2 separate regions of the Hordeum vulgare genome follow, and region 2 is linked to region 1. The links are chromatin contacts, called in public Hi-C maps. All regions are on one chromosome and are shown on one strand. Each heading gives the region's core, a stretch centred on a gene start, on an enhancer-like site or on the middle of the called end of the contact. The rest is flanking DNA. Distances are from core to core; before and after follow the strand shown. Region 1 has its middle 76 kb from the start of LOC123400053. Region 2 holds the start of LOC123412812.

What was found. Hi-C and Micro-C count contacts between places; a contact is called where the count stands out from the background.
Region 2: a Hi-C map of leaf shows a contact between it and region 1, with 3 times the contacts expected there. The contact joins the promoter of LOC123412812 here to the enhancer-like site in region 1. A contact is called at or near these places in 2 of 6 Hi-C or Micro-C datasets (leaf and seedling).

Annotation. Positions count from the first base shown.
Region 1 is chr1H:428,132,868-428,135,902 of MorexV3_pseudomolecules_assembly, forward strand. No RefSeq gene overlaps it. Among protein-coding and RNA genes, the nearest start is that of LOC123400053, 76 kb to the left of the region's middle. Within about 2 kb of position 1,289, at least 3 of the 3 cell types and tissues checked have open chromatin away from gene starts, as enhancers often do. A contact at or near this core is called in leaf and seedling, where this site is marked.
Region 2 is chr1H:428,359,424-428,362,439 of MorexV3_pseudomolecules_assembly, forward strand. LOC123412812 reads right to left here and starts at 1,408. Exons shown (of 1, transcript XM_045105763.1): 1 at 373-1,408. The coding sequence starts at 1,333. The coding sequence ends at 800.

The sequences.
Region 1 (3,035 bases), core at 39-2,538:
TGTTCTGCGTGTGACAGATATCTTAGGATTAGCTTCGTAAGAGGGGTACCTCGACATCTTGTATCGTTCGGTCATATACTTGTTTGGTTGTTGATTTATCTATAAAGATGGGTGAAAGCCTATTTCGAGGATGTAACACATCCCTTACAACATCTTCTTGCACATCCAACATCGGAGGCATAACCCCTATACAATCCCACGATTGAATACCTTGCAGACATAAGCCCTAGTATCCAAACAGAGCTAGATCGGTGTGTGCGCTATCCTTAGATGGATATATTGTAATAAAAAAATACCACATCATCATGGCTCTTTCGTGCGTCAACTGTCCGAGGGCATGTTATCCCCAAGTCAAGTTATTATTTTTCCCCATACTAGAAGCAATTTTTAGAATTGTATGGATCACTGTGATGCATGTTTACGATGATTTCATGATGGATATGATCAAGAATATTTCGCAAAAGAAAAGATCAAGAATGATCAAGTGCCTCCAAAATATGAACTTGGTGATCCAAATTCGCAGATGTGGAGAGGTACTGCATACACCACATAGGACGATATGTCGTTGTGCCAAGCTTGATCACTATAAATGGATAATCTTTGAATTGTTAAGTTGTTTGGTTGCTGATTGTTAAATTATTAATTGATGTATGTGCGAAATATGATGACGAAGATAGTAAAAAGGTACTGCATTATTAAGGAAAGGACCGGACATATGGGGAGAGGGTGCAGGCGCCCGGTTTTTCAAAACAAATGGTGTGTGTACTAATGTTTGAGGACATGCTCCTGAAAATGGTCCACGGGGTGAAACCAAAACGAAGAGTTTCTGCTATGAGCCAACAACCCACGCGTCGTGCATCTCACGCGAAAAACAATGGTGGTAGGACCAAGGAAGCTGCCAAGCAAAGCTAAAAGCCTAGGTATAGGATCGCTCTGCTTGCTTCCCCATACCTCGTCGATAATGACGCGCTGCCGCTAGCTGTAGAGTCGTTCAGTTGCTGTTGCTCGCCATTGTCCATCTCCTCTGGATCTCCATCCCGATATCGCTCGTGTAATCTCTTCTTTGTCCCGATCGGAGGATCATGGGTCGTGCATAGAGTGTAGACCCAAGATAGCGACGGAGGCAGCCCAGGGACCGGGGGATCCGATCCTCCGATCCCATCCAGCTCGTCGTAAAGTTTGTGGCTCCGCCGCCGCTGACTACAATTCGGCGCCGCCGGCGTATATCTTCTCCGATCCTTCGCGCCCACAACCACAAGACCATAGGTTTGTCTTGTCTTTGTCCCCGCCGAGTCGCCGTATACGTACACACATACGCTTATCCACTATACCACACGGTTGTCCACGCTGTACACAGATACAGCCGGTGGTATATCTTGTTGAGATACGCCTATCCGCAGCACCGCGCAAATACTGTACTTGATATTCTGATGCGATTGACAAAACTAGACCTGTCTTGTACTAGTAGCACGTAGTATTACAATGCACTTTGGATGGATTACGAAATTTGGATAGATTATGACAACACCGGGAGCAGGGGCCGCCGCGCGCTGATCGAGCAGCGTCACATGATGCGGGGAATGCGTGTCGGCGAGGTGCATGAACGAGGCTGCCCGTGGGGGGTGGGGTGGGGTGGGGTGAGGGACAAGGCGATACGGCCACAGTTTCCTTGGATCCGTGCAGACGGTGTGCACGTGCCGGGCGCCGTAGCCGTCGAGGCTCCGGACGGACGGACGGACGGACGGGCACTTGCGGCGTGCCGCCACTGCGCTTGCACTGCAGCGGGGAAAGGGTCGGCATCGGCGAAGCGTCAAAGAAACTGTGCCGCCATCATCCGACGATGTTGCCGGAGCCCGGCCCTCCCATGCGTGAACACCGTTTAGGAATTTTCTTTTCTGCACTGAGCTTGGAGCCGGGGGCAACGAGACAACGGGGGTGATTAGATGGTCTGGCAACGGGACAAACCTGGTATGGGATGGGAAATGGTGACCTGGTGCAAGGGCTATGTCGACGTTTTCAGCTCCCTTTTTTTTTGACTTCACATCAACTATAACTGGGTGACTCGCTTCGTTTGCTCATGTCTCTTTGTTCATCACGGATAAAAATAATTACCCAACGCAAAGATCTATTTTCAAATCAAGCATGTTTCGTGTCCGCATCGATTTATTTCATACCTAAATTTGATTCACATTTGGATTGAAGGCGGACACAAAACGAACATTTCATGCGTCCTTTTTGTTCGCCGCTGTCGGCTGCATACACTCTGTGGTCCACCTGCCATCCACCATCCATCACATATGGTCCTCTCTTTCCTCTCTCCTCTTCATCCACCCACCCGTCCACCCCGTTGGACGCACCGGCCGATCTAATTTTAAAAACGGACACAAACCAACAGACGACGACCCAAATGAATAAAATACAGACAAAACATGCGCCCATTTCAATCGCGTAGTTGAAGTTGCTCTCAGCTTCGTATTTTTTGATATTTTTTAAATGTTCGGTCACGCAATATCAAACATGCATAGCTGAATCTTGGTTTCCTGTGGTAACTAACAAGACATGTGGTTTATTCAGGTAGGTTTGTCTATGATGACAACTGACCAACCATAATGTTGAAAATCAGCACACATTTATTGTCTAAAGTTACAGTGAAAACAAAGTAATCTTAACATCACTTTAGGTTTTTTTTCAAGAAACAGTACTACTTCATGTATTAATTTAAGACCCACATAGATACAGTGGCTCACCTAGCCCACTTGGCTAGGGTGGGCCAACATAAGCGTGTAAATTTATCTTGTTCTTTTATTTTTTAGCCTTTCTGTTGGTATAAAGCTCATTTTCCAATCTCAGGGTGGGCTACCCTCTACCTTGGCCACTCCACAGATAGCATATGTCAGGACCTTCTATGTGCCGCATTTTGCGGGGAGCAACAAGCGCGACACACGCAGAAGGCATGCAGAAGTGTCGGCCTACTGAGAGGCGCCACGAAGTGTGTCTGCGGCATAGATATCGCAAAAACAGAATTGAAGCAGCGA
Region 2 (3,016 bases), core at 158-2,657, 230 kb after region 1:
ATTTTACGCAAACCAACTAATTGCCAATCCTGCTAGGCAAAAAAATGAAGTTGCTTTCCAATAACACTAAAGTTGCCTTCATCGTATCCAAAGTTGCCTCAAAAAAGTTCAACAAAAGATATCAATATAGGATCTAGTTTTGAAGATCTCATAACGAGAAACCCAACAGTAAAAACAAAACTTGATTTCGACACTTGAATCAAAAATTATGAGTTTTAAACAAAATTGTGGCGCAAATAAATGCACATAGAAGCTAGATTTTGGTTGATAACGTTTAAAGATCACATGGACATAAAAAAGATGGTGATAAGGGATCAAAGTGAATATATGTAGATGGATGAGTCGAACTCTCTATAATGATTTGACGCTTGATGGTACAAACTCGCATCTGCTAGCCTTATTCTTTTTTTTTTGTTTGTTTGCAAACATGCCTGACAAGCTCGACACCACCACTAATGTACATGATCATCACCTGACCAGAGACGGTAAATCGTCTTCAAATCCACATAAAACATTGAAGGCAAAATATAACAATTGCACGCACTAAGAAGAAGAATCATAAATATGGCAAATAAAATCGACACCCCATTTGATGGGGTCCTTTTCCTCGGTGTGCAGCGCGTTGCACGCACACCAATCGTGCATGCATCGACTTGCATCAAAAAATTCACAGCATCACGTGCAAGAATTTCACGCACCAATCCCGGAAACCAAATTAACCAGTAGTAGTTGTGTTCAAAAAAAAACCAGTAGTTTGTTGTGTACACGTATATGCAATCACGTAACCAACTGCCCGATCCTACATCGCCGCCACGCCCACGACCTCTCCAACGTCCGCAACGCCATGGCGGCGGCAGCTGCACCGCGGGGACTCCTCGAAGTTGTCCGACGTGAAGGCCTGGGAGAGCGGGCCGACGTAGAACATGAGGTGGTCGGCGTCGGCCATGAGCACCTGGTCGATGCCCCAGTTGACGAACAAGATCCTCACCGAGACGCCCCGGAGGTCCCGTAAGCTGCCGCCAGCCACCCTGCCGGAGATCGTCCGCTGGTAGGTGAGCTTGTACCCGCCGTCCACCTCGAACTCGCAATCCTTGTCCATGAACACCTGGAACGCGCCGTCCGACCGCCGGAGCGTGTAGCCGGTGACGCCCACCGGCAGGATGCCCTTTGGGAACCCAAATTTCTCCAGCATCTCGTACGCGCTCGGCTCCGCGCCGACTGCACCGGCGACGGCCGGCTCGGCAGGGACGTCGCAGGCAGCGGAGACGGAGAAGACGGCGGTGCCGGCGAGCAGCGTGAATAGGAATAGGAGGCGGAGTCGCGTGGTGGCCATGATGGCGTGTGGATTTTCCTGGCTGTTTGGGTGTTGTGTTGCCGGCTATTATTTGCCAGGTTTGCTGGTGAGGAGGTAGGGCCGTGTGGGGGTAGATTTGGGTTTAAGCTTGGGCATCCGGAGATGTATTGTATGCGTTGAGGTCGCGTTGCCGTGAGGTTGGATCCGAGTCTGCCTCTAACTTGGGTTGTCTACTTGGGTTGTAAGTTGACAAGGACCTCATTAGCTACGTACCAACAAGGGAAATGTTTACATCCGAAGCGTCGGCTGAAACGTTTCGCCGGCTCCGCGCACGCTCTGCGATCATTTGCGATTGTGCGTTTTCAGACGTCACCCATGTGTTGTGCCCACGTAGCTAGACCCACACACCGCCCACGGTCGTGTCTTATTCCTTCATTCGTGAGCTCTACGCCTTCACCGTTCATTTCTTCTTTCCCAAAGCAAAACTGCGCACCGTCATCAGTTCATGGATTCCTCTCCCTCATCCTCAAGATTTCTTGCCCTTTAATCAGTGTGAATTTTCCCTGTGGTTTAGCTGCGACTGCCGCAGCTCCACCACTGTTGGTAGTGCAACTCGCCACCGTCGCAACACACCACTCTCGTCTGATGTTGGTCCCAGCAAACCGCCTCTCTAGTTGCAGCTTTTCGCCTCGTCCATTCCAGCAAAAAAACACATACAACTTCTTCGAGAACCCCTGGTGGCCGATCCCAGCTTTTTTTTGTCGCCGGTAGCCGGCTGAAACTTTTCTCATATACGGTTGAAGCTTTCTTTGTCAATGGTTGCAACTTTTCTCTGATTGCGTAGTGTCTGGTTAGAGTTTTTTTTCTCTCGAAGGTTGGAGCTTTTTTCCATTCATAGTTGAAGCTTTTCTGTAAATGATTGGAACTTTTTTCGTTTTGAGTAGCGTTTGGTTAAAGCTCTCTCTATCATCTGGTTGAAGATTTTTTTTATCTAAGGTTGAAGCATTTTGTGTCAACAGTTGTATCTTTCCCTGGTTCGCAGTGTCAGCTAAAACTTTCTTTATAGTCGGTTGAAGCTTTTTCATCTAGGGATTGAAGCTATTTTTCTAGCGGTTGCAACCCACGGATGTACAACAGTTCAAGTCTTGACTCGGTTCAGTCGCGCACCGATGCTCGTTGCTACCGTTGCACCCTTCCATCACCATTGCAGCATGCGTCCCCCGGTGCCATTGAAGCTCTTGTGTGCCCATAGGTGGGGGAAGCTTGAGAGCATTTGTGAAGCCGGCGACGTGGACGGTCGGCGAGGGCTATGACAGGCAACTAGGACAGTCGGCGATTCGGTGACCAACAGCGAGGACGCATGGCGTGGGCTGCAACGGTGACTAGGACAGTCAGCGAGGTCGGCACCCAGCGGCGAGGATGGCCGACAGGAACGGCTGGCGAGGACGGCGACCAGCGGCATGGACGGTCGGCGAGAGGCGGTGACATGCGAACATGTCCGACCGATGAGATATAGGTAAACGCCCGTAGCCGGTCAGCTGACCGAACTTTTGGCCGGCTCGCTAGCCACGGTGGCTTGCTCATCACAGTTCCCTGCCCCGTGTTAGAGTTATAATACAAGTAATGTACCCTTCTGTATTTATCCCAATATATAAGGGGTTTCCTGCATATAGTCCACCACCTGTACATGTATATATATACCGGCCTATGGCCTCATGGTAA